Linked DNA regions of Mus musculus: all the other regions are linked to region 1. Evidence: chromatin contacts called from public HiChIP or PLAC-seq and promoter capture Hi-C data. All regions are on one chromosome and are shown on one strand. Each heading gives the region's core, a stretch centred on a gene start, on an enhancer-like site or on the middle of the called end of the contact. The rest is flanking DNA. Distances are from core to core; before and after follow the strand shown.

Region 1 (2,700 bases), core at 66-2,565:
AGGTCTTGATGGCCCTGCTTTCACACCCCAGCTTTCCGGAGGTAACGCCCTGCCTTCACACAGCTTCTCCGAGGCTACACAGCGTCCCCCAGCCCCCCACCCCCAACCGGGAAAGAAAGCCCAGCCCGGCCCACTTCCCAGACAAGGAAACGGAGGCTGGGAAGGTGCTGGCCATTTCCTTGCCCTTCCAATTAGCAGAGCAGCCTCATAGGCCTGGCGTCTGGGGTCACCCTAGATCCCTACCCTCTAAGCGGGTCCCATTCTCTCGTCCCTCTTCCGGTGACGTTTACACCAGGATTACAATAACCTCTTTAATTTTTACAATCAAGATAAAATGTCACAGACACAAGATCCCTGTAATCAAGAGTAAAGTAAACACGCCGGCCCCAGCCCCACCCTTGCTGGGCTGTTAGCGCCTCCTGAGGGGACCCGAGGCAGGGGATCAGCTTAGCACAGGGACTTGGACCAGGCACCCACTTCTGCCTCCAGCGCCCCTCCACGCAGGACAGGGAACAAAAGTCCGCGGGGTTCCAGACCTCGGAGGGGGCAGCAGAGTAGTCTCCTGGGGCCCCTACAGGATCTTCGCAATCTCAGCTATTGAGGGGAAACGCCACGCCCAGGGGAAGGGATCCGGCCTGGGCTGGCTGCGCAAACACTGACCAGATGGGCACCAACTAATGTCCCCTAAGCGGCCGCACCTTCTCCTCCTGACTCCACAGAGTGTGACAGGCCAGGATGAGAAAGTGAAAGTGGGGACCCGAGACCAAGCACTCAGGAGGAAGGTAGACTGTTCAAAGACAGTCTCAGAAAAAAAAGGAGAAAAAAGAAAAGAATGGGAAATTTACCCCAAAGCGTCAGAACCTCGGTTAGCAATACAGACTATCAATTTAACTATGCTGCCACCACCACGCCTCGCAGTTTACTTCACCACAGCCTAACTCCCATACAGGGAAAGTTTCACAAACTCGAACAGGGGAAACCGAGTCAGAGCCGAGGCCACCCGGCTGTGCAGACACTGGGGAAAACGCGGGCTTCTGATCCTGGAAAGTAGCGGGGCTACTTCGCGGCGTCTAAGAGACCCGGAGCCCAGGAGTATGGCCGGGGCTGCGGAGCATCTTCAGCACGGTGCAGCTAGAAAGCGCCACAGATTTCAACTTCGCACCACCCCACCCGAGACCCTGGCACTCACTGCGATCGCGGGCTCCAGACAACCCCGGAGGCCACACTGTTTACCTGGGCGACCGCCTTGAGCTGGCTCTTGGCTACTCGCCTTCCTCCGCTTCTTCCCTGTTCTCCCTTTCCCGCTCCTCCCTCCAGTGAGTCGAGCTTCCTAGTAGCCAAGGAGAAAGTCTCCCTCCTTCCGCCCTCACCCCCCCCCCCCCCCCGTCTAGTTCCTTTCCCTTGCCCCTCCCCGTCCTGTTCTTCACTGTGGTCATGTTCTTCCCCACCTGTCTTTCTACCTGGACTTTGGCCCTTCCCCTCCCTCTAGGCGCCACCCTGCGTCCAGATTTACCCGAGAAGGTCCACGTCTCCACCCTCCTTCCCTCTTTCTTGGCCATGCCCATTCACTTTTATCCCTAACCCCCACCTCCTCCAGTGGACCTCTATTCCCAACCTGACCTCTTCCTCCTCCAGTCCTACCCCTCCCCTGGGAGTCTAACTCCCTCCAACCCCTCCTTCATTTAGAGCCCCATCTTCCTCTTCCACGCCACGAGAGGGAGCAGGAGCTCCCCTGTCCTGAGCAAGTCTGTCTGTCTGTCCCCTACTGCAGCGCCTCTCCCACAGCTCAGCCCAGGCTTCAACCTCCGCCCTCCTTCCTCATTTCAGCCCCTGCTGTAGCCTCTTGCCTCCCTCCCAGCCCCCCAGCTCAGCCAATGCTGCAGCTGCCCCCCCTCCTCCCTCTTCTCCTGAGGAAACATTCAGCCTGGAGGAGAGTGAGCTCAGAGACTTAGAAGATCCCAGGACCTTAAAACCTGTTGGTAGGCCCTCCAACTCCTAAATGCCAGGATCAGGTGTAAATCTCCTAGGAGCGTCCCCAACCACGCCCTTCCTCAGAAGTTACCTCAAAAACTTGGTGGTCTTAACTCTGAGTCCCAGGCCCTAGTAGCCTGCTGGAGGGAGAAGTAAGCTCCTAAACCGGAAACTGAGTCCTCCTGACACTGGCTCCCTGGACCAGTACACAGTGGGCAGAGCTCCAGGATTGTCCCTTGACGTGGTAATCCTTCCCTGAGTGCACCCAGAGGTCACAGCAGCCCTATTCACGGGCACTGGGATATTAGTGAACCATAAAAATGATTGAAGAGGCCCTGCTGTTGAGTGACAGCAGCTAGTACAAACGTCCCACCTGTGTCACACGGCAGAAAAATCCACAGACAAGGAGCAGGTCAGGGGCGGGAGGGATGATCTTGTGGGGGCAACCATGTTCTGGCAATGCAGCAGGTAAGGCTGCCGGGGGCCATGTTAACTGCCACTCACTCCAGCTCCCTGCCACAGAAAACACCTCTTCTGGCTCCTGCTCAGAATGCAGGTGACTCAGCCTGGACCTGCCTGACAAATGTTCACTCACTGCATAGTTGAGGTTTTGGAGTCACTTCGGTGAAAACGGCAATGGCATTATAAACAGGCAAGGACACCCCACCCAAGGCTCTGCCCCAGCTGCTGGGACTCACCCTCCTGAGATAAGCACCTATCTCCCTGGCT
Region 2 (2,700 bases), core at 74-2,573, 810 kb before region 1:
GGTGTTTTTAGGTAGGATGGGGTGGAGCTAGGTGAGAGGGTGCCCATAGGCAGAATGAGGGCAGAGCTATAGGCGTGGTCCTTGTATGTCCCAGAGAAGCTTAGCTCAAGCTGGAAGGGGGCGGGGCCAGGTAGGATGAGGGGTGTGGCGTGAGGTCAGGTTGGAGCGGGCTATGATAATTGCTCGTGTGGGCGTGGCAGGGCGGGCAGCTCGCTCACCGTGGCCACCAAGTACTGCAGCGTCCCGCAGAGCCGGACCGCTCGGCTGAAGCGCAGTTCTAGGTACTGCAGAGGGAGCCAAGGGCTGGAGGTTACCGGGCAAGTGACCCCTCAGCCATCCTCACTGTTTCTACTCTGTTCCGGAGTGCCCAACTGAGCTTACAGAGTCTCTGTGTAGGTTAAGCCGGCTTGGAACTCGCAGCAATCCTCCTGCCAAAGCTTCTCTAGTACTGAGATATCACACATGGGACTTCATATTGTCGCTACACTTGTTGGACCGTTGTTTCAGGGTGCCTAGTTGCGCCCTCAGATTTGAAACTGGGGTATCCCTAGGGAGTCCAAACTGGCCTGGTACTCATGGCAATCCTCCTGCCTCAATCTCCCTAGTGCTGAAACTGCAAGTGGATGCTATTCCGTTTTCACTACAGTTGTTGAGCGTTTGGGAAATCCTACACCTCACTGCAGGCGTTTGAACTCTGTCGGGCGCCGGTGGGTGGCTGGTACGGGCACTCGCAGGGACAGGTGTCAGCGGGAGGCCACTGCCCCGAGGCTGCTGCGAGCTGTGGGGCCCGGACTGGCTCTTCCTCCTTCCTGGCCCTGCCCGGTGCCCGCGGCATCTTCCCGGAACCTTCCCATGGGACCAAGTCCCCTACCTGGTAGGTGCTGGTAAGGCCCAGGCGGTAGAAGATCGGCAAGAAGAGCAAGGCTGTGAGCAGCGAATTGAGCAACTGGCCCACGCACATCCACAGAAACTTGAGACCGTAGCGCGCTGCCTCCGCGGGGACCCCGAGCACCTGCACAGCCGACATGAAGCTAGCGGCCAGCGACAGCCCCACAGGCACTGCCGCCAGCTGCCGGCCCCCGGTGAAGAAGTCGTCGGCGCTGCGCTGGCCGCCGCGGGCCAGGCCGACCCACAGACCGATGCCCGTGGACACCAGCAGCATGGTCGCGAACACGCCGTAGTCCCAGGGGCCGAAGGTGGCCCGGGCCCCTGCCTCCGCGCCCTCCATGGAGACAGGTAACTCGGAACGGAGAGGATGCGGAGGACGTCGGGGACTCTCAGAGCGAGCGTCGTCGCAGCGCGAGTTCCTGCTGGGCCGTCGACCCACAAGCTTTTCGCGCGGCGGATTTATTGGGCTCCGGGGTCAGCGCGGCCCCGCCCCCAGCCTGGGAGGCGGGCGCGACCCGCACCCTTTCCGTCCTGGGGCGAGCGGGCCTTCAGGGGTGCGGGCAACGGGGTTGGGGGGACACTAGCGTCTCCTGACACTTTCTCCCACATCTAGGGCTTGTTCCGTGTAGAGTTGTGAACAGACAGGAAGGGCCTTGGACGGCTCAGACCTCCGCTCCCCTCTGTTCACACAGCCTGCGGGAGTTAGGAACCAGAGCTACGAGGAACCCAGGACTGGGGTTCACTTTCGGGGACTTCCGGGCCCCATAAGGAAAAACGAGACTCGAGCCTTCCCCCCAGAGAGCATCTGCCTTTCTCCGCAGCGTGGGAGAAGGAACTGTCCACCCTTGCTAACCCGGTGGGAGGCACTCAGGTTCTCTTTGGAGAATTTCTTCCTTCTGTTTAGGACTCAGTTTCCCTACCTGCACAGGGCAGTCTGGACCTATGGTTGTATGTGTGTGTATGTGTGTGTGTGTGTGTGTGTGTGTGTATGCGTGTACGCACGCGTTTGAGGCTGAGTCTCATGTAGCTCAGGCTGGTATGGAGTCCTGACCAAGGCCCACCCTACCGGCAGGAACACAAGTGTGCACTACACCTGACCTGGCTGTCCTCCCCTTTCCTGTTCTCTTCCTTTCTTTCCCACAGGCTGACCACAAAGGTGTGTCAATCCTGCCATGGCTTCCCTAGTGCTGGGATGACAAGTGAGGGTTCATTGGATACCCATTTCTCCCTTCTTGTCGCAGGTACTTTGGCATACCTGGGTCCAGAACAGAAGTTTGCTGATAGTGGCTTTCAAGGGACCCAGGGCTTGGGATGATGCAGAACTGTCACCGGGACCCTTTTCTGGAGAACTGGCCGTTTCTGGGGTGTTCAGGGTTGATTCCCTATTGAGCCACGTCTGTACTTCCCGGGTGGTCTGATAAGTAAAACTAAGGCACACGCCCCCTGGTGGCCTCATATGCTGTATACTGGCTGGACTGCCTGCCTGGAGGTGCTGGTTAGGAGGGAGGCCTGGCTAGGGCAGTCTCCTAAACCTAGGTGGCAGGCGGGCTTGAGGGCATTACTGATGAGGTTGAAAGGGCTTTTCTCTTCTTATTAGACTTTATTTTATATTTACATGTGGGTACACTGTAGCTGGCTTCAGACACACCAGAAGGCGGCACTGGATTCCATTACAGATGGTTGTGAGCCACATTGTGGTTGCTGGGAACTGAACTCAGGACCTCTGGAAGAGCAGTCAGTGCTCTTAACTGAGCCAATCTCTCCAGCCCGGGGTTTCAGGTTTTTGCAAGGCTTCAGAATGGGTAGAACTAA
Region 3 (2,700 bases), core at 1-2,500, 520 kb after region 1:
ATAAATAAATGTAACCTCCCCACTCCCCAAAATTGCTATAGAAAAAAAAAAATCCCAGCACATCTGTGATCCCAGTAGTTGGGAAGTAAGGTTGCTGGGCATGGTGGCACGCACCTTTAAACTCAGCCCTTGGGAGGCAGAGGCAGGTGGATATCCCTGAATTCACAACAGCATAGCCTACATAAGGAGTACAAGGACAGCCAAGGCTACACAGTGAGACCCTGTCTCAAAACAAACAAACAACCAAAAAGACAGTTTAATCATCTGCTACATAGCAAGCCTGTCCTCTATAAAACATCAACAAGACAAGCTAGGGCAGTGGCACACACCTGCAGTTCCAGTTTTCTGCATGCTCAGTCAGAACTGCAGCAAGCTAGAGGTCAGAGCAGTCTACACAGCAAATTCCACGTTTATCAGACTCATTTAGTGTCATGACACTTCTGCCCTCAAACTCACAGAAAAATAATTGTGACCATTGAGATGACTCAGCAGACAAAGGATCTTCGTCTATAAATATGACCACATCAGTCTGATTCCCAGGAACCCACAGCATAAGGCCTGAGAGTACTGCAAAGTGTCCTCTGTACTCCACGTGTGCTCTGGCACGTGTGTACACACACTCACATACACGTATACAGGTAACTAACTTTTAATGTAATTTTAAAGATTTATTCTTTCTTTTTTTTTTTAAGATTTATTTATTATTATATGTAAGTACATTGTAGCTGTCTTCAGACACACCAGAAGAGGGAGTCAGATCTTGTTACGGATGGTTGTGAGCCACCATGTGGTTGCTGGGATTTGAACTCTGGACCTTCGGAAGAGCAGTCGGGTGCTCTTACCCACTGAGCCATCTCACCAGCCCCAGATTTATTCTTTCTTATTACTTATTTCGAGACACAGTCTTTAGTTCTGGCTGACCTGAAGTCACTACATAAAACACGCTGAATCCAGAGATCCAGAGATCCTCCTGTCTCTGTCTCTGGAGTTCTGGGTAATTGTAATTTTCTAAATTGGAAAAAAAGTAATTAAGTAAATAATGCCACAAAGCAAAAGTGGATGCCCATAAAGTCAGAAATGGACGCCCAAATACGAAGTGTGTCTTTAGGCGAGCTATGTTGTTGGACAGTTGCCAAGACTACCCGAGACCGGAAGTGTGCACTTACTCTGAACCCTGAGGACGCGTGCGTCCTAGCTGACCAATCAGAAGGAAGCGAGGAGGGTTTCGGCCGGAAGTACTGTATGCAAACAGGAAGTGTGGCGGAGTTCCCGGGGCACGGCTTGCGAGCGCTATGGAGGCCTACGAGCAAGTCCAGAAGGGCCCCCTGAAGCTGAAAGGCGTGGCAGAGCTCGGCGTGACAAAGCGGTGAGGCCCGGGAGCCCGCGGTCTGTCCCTGAGGGCCGACCCCCAGCTCCGGCCCCTCTTACCGTCCCCCTCTCTCTCAGGAAGAAGAAGAAGAAAGACAAAGACAAGGCCAAGATGCTGGAGGCCATGGGGACGAGCAAGAAGAGCGAGGAGGAGAAAAGGCGCTGCCTGGACAAGCGCACGCCGGCGCAGGCAGCCTTCGAAAAGATGCAGGAGAAGCGGGTGAGGCAGGGGCAGAACAGGCCGGCTCCAACTGCCCGTGTAGCCCAGGCCTTCTCCCAACTCCTGGTAGCCTGGTAGCCCTGCCTAAAGTGGTCTTCTTGTGAACTGGGAAGACAGATGTCATCAGCTCTTAATGCTAGCCAAGTTCATTGTTCTTAAGTTACCACAAAGTCTGTTTCCATGACAACTCGCTTTCCTAGCTTCAAATGTACTTTTGTTATTTGAAGGTTGTGTGTGTGTGTGGATGGAACCCAGGCTCTTCTGTAACTCTCTATGTAGGCTGCAGTTGGCCCTGAACTACTGCCTCAGCTTTTTAGTTCCTGGAGAGGCTAGCATGGCCCACAAGGCCATACTAGTTATTTTGGGTGTTTGTTTGTTTGTTTAGTTTGCTTTGAGACAGGTTTCTTTATGTAGCCTTGGTTGTCCTGGCACTATCTCTGTAGACTTGAACTTCTAGGATGCAGTGTTACAATGTGATATCCCTGTTGAGAAAACCCAGGAAGGCACCTTCTCCATCTAACAAAGGGCATCAATTATGTATTGGAACTCCCACAGAGTTTCTGGGATGTGTGGGTCACCTTGCTGTCTCCCAGCCAATTGTGTTCTCTGGTCTGGTATAGCCTGTACTTCAGTGGAGTGTTTTGTTTTGTTTTTTTGCCTCTGCAATTGAATAACGACATGGGCTGGCTGGCTACGGTCTTGTGGCCCTTCTGGGCACCCTAATTGGACAACTTGATACAAACTAGAGTCCCCTAGGGTCTGCCACCCCTTCCTGCTGTCGTTGGTAGCTCTGGTCCTGAGTGGAAGACTTTATTTATTATGTATGCAGTGTTCTGCCTGCATATATGCCTGCAAACCAGAAGAGGGCACCAGGCCTCATTATAGATGGTTGTGAGCCACCATGTGGGCTGGGACTTGAACTCAGGACCTCTAAGAGAGCAGTCAGTGCTCTTAACCTCTGAGCCATCTCTCCAGCCCTGGGTGGAAGACCGTTGGAAATTTTTATTTATGTGTATGAGTGTGTTGTCTTCTTGTGCTGTGCTGCCAGAGGGGGAGCCGAAGGCAATGCAGCTTGGACTGTTGGAGCACACGCTCAGGCATGGTGCCTCCTC
Region 4 (2,700 bases), core at 87-2,586, 650 kb after region 1:
GGTGGAAAGGGTCACAGGCCTGGACAGGACCATGTAGACTTGGGGGAGGGGTTTCCTACTTGGCTCTCTACTGACCACAAGCGTGAGCTACTATACTGAGCTCACTACAGGGGTGATGTGTCAATCATTTATATACCTAGAGACCTGGCCTGAGTCCTTTAGGTGATCAAAGAGTGGACCTTCAGCCAAGTGAGGGCCTGGGAGTTGTTCCCACCCACTTACTACCACAGAGGCCCGGTAGGAAGGCCCAGTCTTTCTGGGCTTACATCCTGCAGGTCCCCCAGAACCTCCACTGTCCAGATTGTGACCCACCTCTGGTGAGGCATTTACTCGTTAATGAATATCAGGCCACAGGACACCCACTGGATCCACCTTGCTGAGTGCAAAAGGGTGGGTGTGCTGAGGTAGGCACTATTTCTATTTTCAAACTGTTCTGCCAAATCTTCCCTCAACAACAGCCGGCCTCAGGCTGCTGAAACCAGCTGGATTAGCATGGGTTCCTCCACCGCCTGGGAAGGCAAACCCATACAGTATATGGGTGCCTCCCTCCCTCAGCCAGCATAGATCTACAGCAGCCACTGGTTATCCCGAGCCCTGGGACAGACCCTCCAGGGTGCCATAGCAACAGCAGAGCAGTGAGTGCCCTGAGTGTGTGGGGGCTGGGGGCTGCTTCAATGCCTTCCGGCCATCCTGGCTGCTAGCGAACACCAGAACCTTCCTGAAATGGAACAAGTACATTCCTTTCTATACTCTCCAGTGTACCCAGCGCATTATCTCTTTGCCACCATCGTGGGAACGGAATTAAAGTAGTTATATTCAGGGCAGAGGTGCTAACCACAGGCTCAGACAGTGATGCCATTTGACAATACGAAGTAACAAGGGGCTTGGGCATAGACAGGACAGCCAGCAGCACCAGGGCCCTGACCCGCAGGTTCCATCCTCTTCCTGGGATCTCACAGAAAGGCTGAAAGTTCACAGGATTGGGCTGCTTACAATCCTAAATATTCCCTGTGCCTGTACCCTGCTGACCCTGTGAGAAAGCCTTGGCCATTCTGCATAGATAGCATGTGGGTGGGGGAGGACTTTTCTGCTCGAGGAGAATGACTTTTTGCGGAGGAATTCAATACACAGGCTAGACCATTCTTATGTAGCTTGGGAATGGGCTGCTCACTAACACAAGCACTCTCAGTGGTGCTGTGGGAAAGGGAAAAAAAAAGCTGCCAAAATCTTCCTCCTGTAGGACATCTGGCCTTGCAGATGGGGTGGAGAGGTCATGAGTAGTTATAAAGATGATCATTAACTTAGGGAGAGGTTAAAGGTGACTGGCTGGTGAGTGGGTGTCACTGGGGCAGCGGGTAGGCTCTGCTGGGAGCCGCAGGGCAGCGCTGGCAGGAAGTGGCAGGGTGGGGCCCGCCAGGATCCCGCTATCTCAGGCAACCCAATCACTGACGCCCACACAGCCGTTTCCTGAGCTTAAAAAAATCTGTTTCTCTCTTTGCAAATCAACAACTTTTACCTAGAAACTTCAGCGGTGAGTTCTGACTGATCTCCATCTCCGTCCGTTGAAGAAAATACACCACTGTTTACCTGAGGGAGGCGTGTGCTCACTCCAACTGGCGTGTTTCAGGGCTGTTTTGCATGTGTCTGAAAGCAATCAACTGCTTCAGTCCCAGACACCTGCAGGTTATTTAATACATTGATGGACCTTTCTAGAAAAGATCTCCAGGCAGGAGAATGTAGAGCTTTCAAGACATCCAATTTCTGTGCACATCCCAGCAGCCTAAGGCTCACACTCTGAAGCTTCAAGGAGAAAACTATACCCTTAGCATCAAGCTGCTAGCCACCTCAGCTGCTACCAGCAGCAGTGACTGTCCAGATGCTTAGGGAGACTATTCGACAGACCAAACTGATCTCTGTGAGAGCAGAGACTGAACTCCAAGATAGAACACAACAGCAGAGTAGTGTATAACCCCAGGCCCACACTGACACTCATCCTGGGTAATGATTCTCAGGGGACCCAGGGCTGGCTTTAAATTTGACACCTTAAACATCAACACTTTTCAACAGAAGACATTTTTCTGAATTGTCACCTCATCTGGGTCAGGCCCAGGTGACACAGGTGGCTGTGGGGGGTGAACACATAATACAATACAGATCCCACACAACACCACCATGCCAAGTGCTTTACTGACATCTTGGACTCAGGGCTGCCCAGGGACATCTGCCTGGGGCCTTCACATTCCCCAAAGCAGCCTGACTGAACAACCCCTTAGAGTTGGATAGGTAGCCCAGAGCCCACTAGCTCCTTCAGGTTAGAAAAGCCCAGGTAGGAAGGTGGTGGCCTAAGAGCTCTCTCACATGCAGGGCAGCAGGACTGCAGAGAAGCCACTGTCTCTCCTGACTCCTGAGCCAGGTAAAGCATGTCTTGGGAAGCACTGTGGCATGCTTTCTCCATCAGAAGGCCGACCATCCCTGGAGGTCCTTGGGCAGGCACCCTCACCTCATCTATCTCCTCCTAGCCATGCTGGGACCAGCCCACTGCAGAGTTCCACATCTGTCTGACATCCCAAGGGACTGAGCAATGGGGTGTGACCAGCTAAAGGTATTTATTGCTGTACACTGGTCATATGGTTTTCCCCAATGGAAATTGGGTAGGCAGAAAACCACCATCCAAAAACAGTGTATAATGGGGCAGGAGGA
Region 5 (2,700 bases), core at 119-2,618, 670 kb after region 1:
TTTAAGCAAAGTGCAGGATTTCACACCTAACTCAGATCTGCACTGTTTGCAATGTGACCCAGAACAGTATCTGAAGGGGAGTCACCCAGGTGGAGATTTTGGCTACAAACAAGCCTGGACATTGGTCTATTTGCTAAGGTAAAAGTGGAGACCAGGCATGGCACATGGAGACAAGCATCACAGCTTTGCAATTTTTCAGGAAATCTAAAGTGACTCTAATCAAGTCTCTGAGCGGAATGAATAAGTAGATAGATGGAACCTACCCACCCGTGAAGTGAAATAATACTCAGCCCTGAAAAGGAAGGACACTCTACTGTAAATGGAGAAGCTTTAAGGATTTGCAGCTAAGTGAAATAAGAGGTCAGTGACAGCGATAGACGTGGTGTGGTCCCGCGCACACCCTTAGGTCGCCACGTTCACAGAGGCAGAATGATGGGGCCAGAGCCTAGCCAAGGGCTGGGAGCAACCCCCACCCCACGGTTCTATGTAAAAAACCAAGTGGGCCGTTTCTGCCCAAGTAGGAAGTGGGGCTTAAGGTGACACTGGTGTAGTGGGAGCTGCTAAAGCATGCAAGACACTCTGCATGTTTGCATAAAGGTACTCAGTTCTAGAAGCTGGCAAGTGTACTCAAAGCAGTAGGAAAAAAAAATCCACAACATTTTTGAAGAGTGCTTTTCCATAGTGGGAATGACCTGAGGGGTGGGTGAACCCTGCAAACAGAATGATGGGCTGAGAAATCAGGGATCTGTTCTGCTTAAGAGACACAATCCTCCACAAAACTGGGCTATTTAACTGTGTGTGTGTTTGTTTTTAAAGGCAGGAGCTCAATGATCAAGTCATGTCAAAGCTGGGGCATCTGTGAAAGTAGACAAAGGTTCAGAAAAATGACATGAATACTCTAAAAGGCTATTAAACCCAAAAATAAGTCCAAAATTCTATGAAACCTGGGGGCAGGGGAAGAAGTGTTAAGAGGAAGCCACCAGATGGGAACAGGAAGCACACTTGCTACTCTGGTTCTGGGAAGCCCAAGGCAGGAGGATCAATAGGTCCTGGCCAGCATAGCCACACAGCAAGAGTCATTCTCAGGAAATGAAAAAAATAAAGATTAAAAAAATAATAATAAGCAGTAGTCACTGACTTGGGCTGTGAGTAAATGAAGAAGTGGGTGGGCCATCTTCTTACCTGGAACCAATTCTTCAGAGCTTCTGGGCACAGGCCTTCCTAGGGAAGCCAGGCCTGGTGCTCAGGGAGGTTAAACACAGATGCAGCTAGCACAGCAGCTGCTGACGACGCTTGGGTACGGCCAGGCCCGAGATGGACACACCCTAGTGCAGCTGCTGGAGTTCAAGGACAGGGAGAACCTCAATGGGAGAATCTGACCAAAGGAAGCCCATGCACTGGGGCAGGAAATAACCCCTTCTGCCATACTGTGGACAAAGGAAGCACACACAGCTGTCGGGGTTCAAGAACAGAGAGACACTGGAAGAAGGTTATGACCTAAGGAAACCCTGGGCCAGGCAAAAGACAACCTTCTTGTACTAGCCCTGGGCAAGGAATGGACTGTGTTCTAAAGATAGCGGGAAGAAGGATGGAGTTAGCCACAACAGCTCAGTCTTAGAAAGGAAGCTCACAGTGAGCACTAAAGGGCTGTTGATGGACAGGGCCAGTTTACTGACAATCTGGTGTTTCTATCACTGAGGGGAAGACAGTGAGTAAATAGATTTCAATAGCACAAATGTGTCTGGGAACTATACTACCAGTCCAGTACGTGGAATGTTAGGGCCTACACCATAACGTCAGGAGAAATCTACATTTCATGCAGCTGTGGCTCCTTCCCCTAAGGGGCCATAAAATAGCTGGGTGTAGCTGAGTGGCAAAGACTGACTAAGCATGCACGCAGCTCAGCACTGCAGCCAAGGCCCTGGCAGGACTCACATTAGAAGTAAGGAAAAAAGGGGACAGCCTGTGCCAGACTTGAAGCTGAAAAGAGCCCCCTGCCCTCCAAACATGAATACAGTCAGCCACCAGCCAGGAAAATGAAGAACATATCACCCTAGGGGACAGAAATATAAGGGTTAAGTATAGGCCTATGGTTCTTCAGCACAGAAGACCCATTCTGTCACCATGCAGACAAGTTGATGAACTTATAACCTACAATGTTACTAGTAGATGGCATCTTTTTAGTGCACTGAATCACGTGGTTGCTCGGTGACTGAGCATGGTATAAGGGGAGATATTACACTAGGGCGAGCAATGAGTACCATCATAGAGGTAGAACATGTTAACTACTTTTTTTCCCCCCCAGACAGTGTTTCTCTGTGTAGCCCTGGCTGTCCTGGAACTCACTTTGTAGACCAGGCTGGCCTCGAACTTAGAAATCCACCCGCCTCTGCCTCCCAAGTGCTGGGATTAAAGGCACGCGCCACCACCGCCCAGCAACTACTTTTATTTAATTATTAACTTGTATTGCATGAAGGACAGGACCCAGGGCCTCCCACTGCTGTGCCACACCCAGCTACAGAAAACATTTTCAAAGGCAAAACAGCTAGTCCTAAGCTCTGCCTGTTTTCAGAATATAGACATGGCCACAAAGGATACTCAAGAAGTTTCTGTGACATTCCTGGCTTTTACAGAGTGCTGGGAGTTGGTCATGGGATGCATGCCTTTTCATCTCTGCACTTGGAGACAGAGCCAGATAGA

Evidence for each region. Promoter capture Hi-C pulls out the DNA fragments that hold promoters and counts their contacts. HiChIP or PLAC-seq counts read pairs in DNA pulled down with a chosen protein or histone mark.
Region 2: a contact with region 1 is called in a promoter capture Hi-C map of hematopoietic stem and progenitor cells. The contact joins the promoter of Slc5a5 here to the promoter of B3gnt3 in region 1. A contact is called at or near these places in 9 of 39 promoter capture datasets (the HPC-7 cell line, cranial neural crest, embryonic stem cells and 5 more) and 4 of 115 datasets of contacts at active chromatin or transcription factors (bone marrow-derived macrophages, embryonic forebrain, large pre-B cells and 1 more).
Region 3: a contact with region 1 is called in a FOXA1 HiChIP or PLAC-seq map of pancreatic cancer cells. The contact joins the promoter of Fam32a here to the promoter of B3gnt3 in region 1. A contact is called at or near these places in 12 of 39 promoter capture datasets (the 3T3-L1 cell line, the C10 cell line, the HPC-7 cell line and 8 more), 4 of 15 datasets of contacts at CTCF or cohesin (embryonic stem cells, large pre-B cells, pro-B cells and 1 more), 11 of 484 Hi-C or Micro-C datasets (differentiating embryonic stem cells, embryonic stem cells, liver and 2 more), 11 of 115 datasets of contacts at active chromatin or transcription factors (T-cell acute lymphoblastic leukemia, craniofacial prominence, embryonic basal ganglia and 8 more) and 3 of 9 other capture datasets (embryonic stem cells, liver and pancreatic islet).
Region 4: a contact with region 1 is called in an H3K4me3 HiChIP or PLAC-seq map of bone marrow-derived macrophages, with 7 times the contacts expected there. The contact joins the enhancer-like site here to the promoter of B3gnt3 in region 1. A contact is called at or near these places in 5 of 39 promoter capture datasets (the 3T3-L1 cell line, liver, pre-B cells and 1 more), 1 of 15 datasets of contacts at CTCF or cohesin (large pre-B cells), 2 of 484 Hi-C or Micro-C datasets (B cells and pro-B cells), 2 of 115 datasets of contacts at active chromatin or transcription factors (bone marrow-derived macrophages and large pre-B cells) and 1 of 9 other capture datasets (embryonic stem cells).
Region 5: a contact with region 1 is called in a promoter capture Hi-C map of liver, with 2.3 times the contacts expected there. The contact joins the enhancer-like site here to the promoter of B3gnt3 in region 1. A contact is called at or near these places in 8 of 39 promoter capture datasets (the 3T3-L1 cell line, the C10 cell line, hippocampal neurons and 3 more), 1 of 15 datasets of contacts at CTCF or cohesin (large pre-B cells), 2 of 484 Hi-C or Micro-C datasets (B cells and pro-B cells) and 3 of 115 datasets of contacts at active chromatin or transcription factors (double positive thymocytes, large pre-B cells and pancreatic cancer cells).

The regions. Positions count from the first base shown.
Region 1 is chr8:71,700,485-71,703,184 of GRCm38.p6, forward strand. It overlaps B3gnt3 (UDP-GlcNAc:betaGal beta-1,3-N-acetylglucosaminyltransferase 3), which reads right to left and starts at 1,316. Exons shown (of 3, transcript NM_028189.3): 1 at 1,234-1,316.
Region 2 is chr8:70,891,434-70,894,133 of GRCm38.p6, forward strand. It overlaps Slc5a5 (solute carrier family 5 (sodium iodide symporter), member 5), which reads right to left and starts at 1,324. Exons shown (of 15, transcript NM_053248.2): 1 at 872-1,324; 2 at 219-284. The coding sequence starts at 1,228.
Region 3 is chr8:72,218,495-72,221,194 of GRCm38.p6, forward strand. Fam32a (family with sequence similarity 32, member A) reads left to right here and starts at 1,251. Exons shown (of 4, transcript NM_026455.5): 1 at 1,251-1,366; 2 at 1,447-1,588. The coding sequence starts at 1,293.
Region 4 is chr8:72,353,070-72,355,769 of GRCm38.p6, forward strand. All of the region lies in intron 22 of Eps15l1 (epidermal growth factor receptor pathway substrate 15-like 1), which reads right to left. Among named protein-coding and RNA genes, the nearest start is that of Klf2, 35 kb to the left of the region's middle. Within about 2 kb of position 1,337, at least 99 of the 459 cell types and tissues checked have an H3K27ac peak or open chromatin away from gene starts, as enhancers often do. A contact at or near this core is called in B cells, bone marrow-derived macrophages, embryonic stem cells and 1 more, where this site is marked.
Region 5 is chr8:72,373,988-72,376,687 of GRCm38.p6, forward strand. The region is part of intron 16 of Eps15l1 (epidermal growth factor receptor pathway substrate 15-like 1); the gene reads right to left. Among named protein-coding and RNA genes, the nearest start is that of Gm46043, 39 kb to the right of the region's middle. Within about 2 kb of position 1,369, at least 11 of the 459 cell types and tissues checked have an H3K27ac peak or open chromatin away from gene starts, as enhancers often do. A contact at or near this core is called in liver, where this site is marked.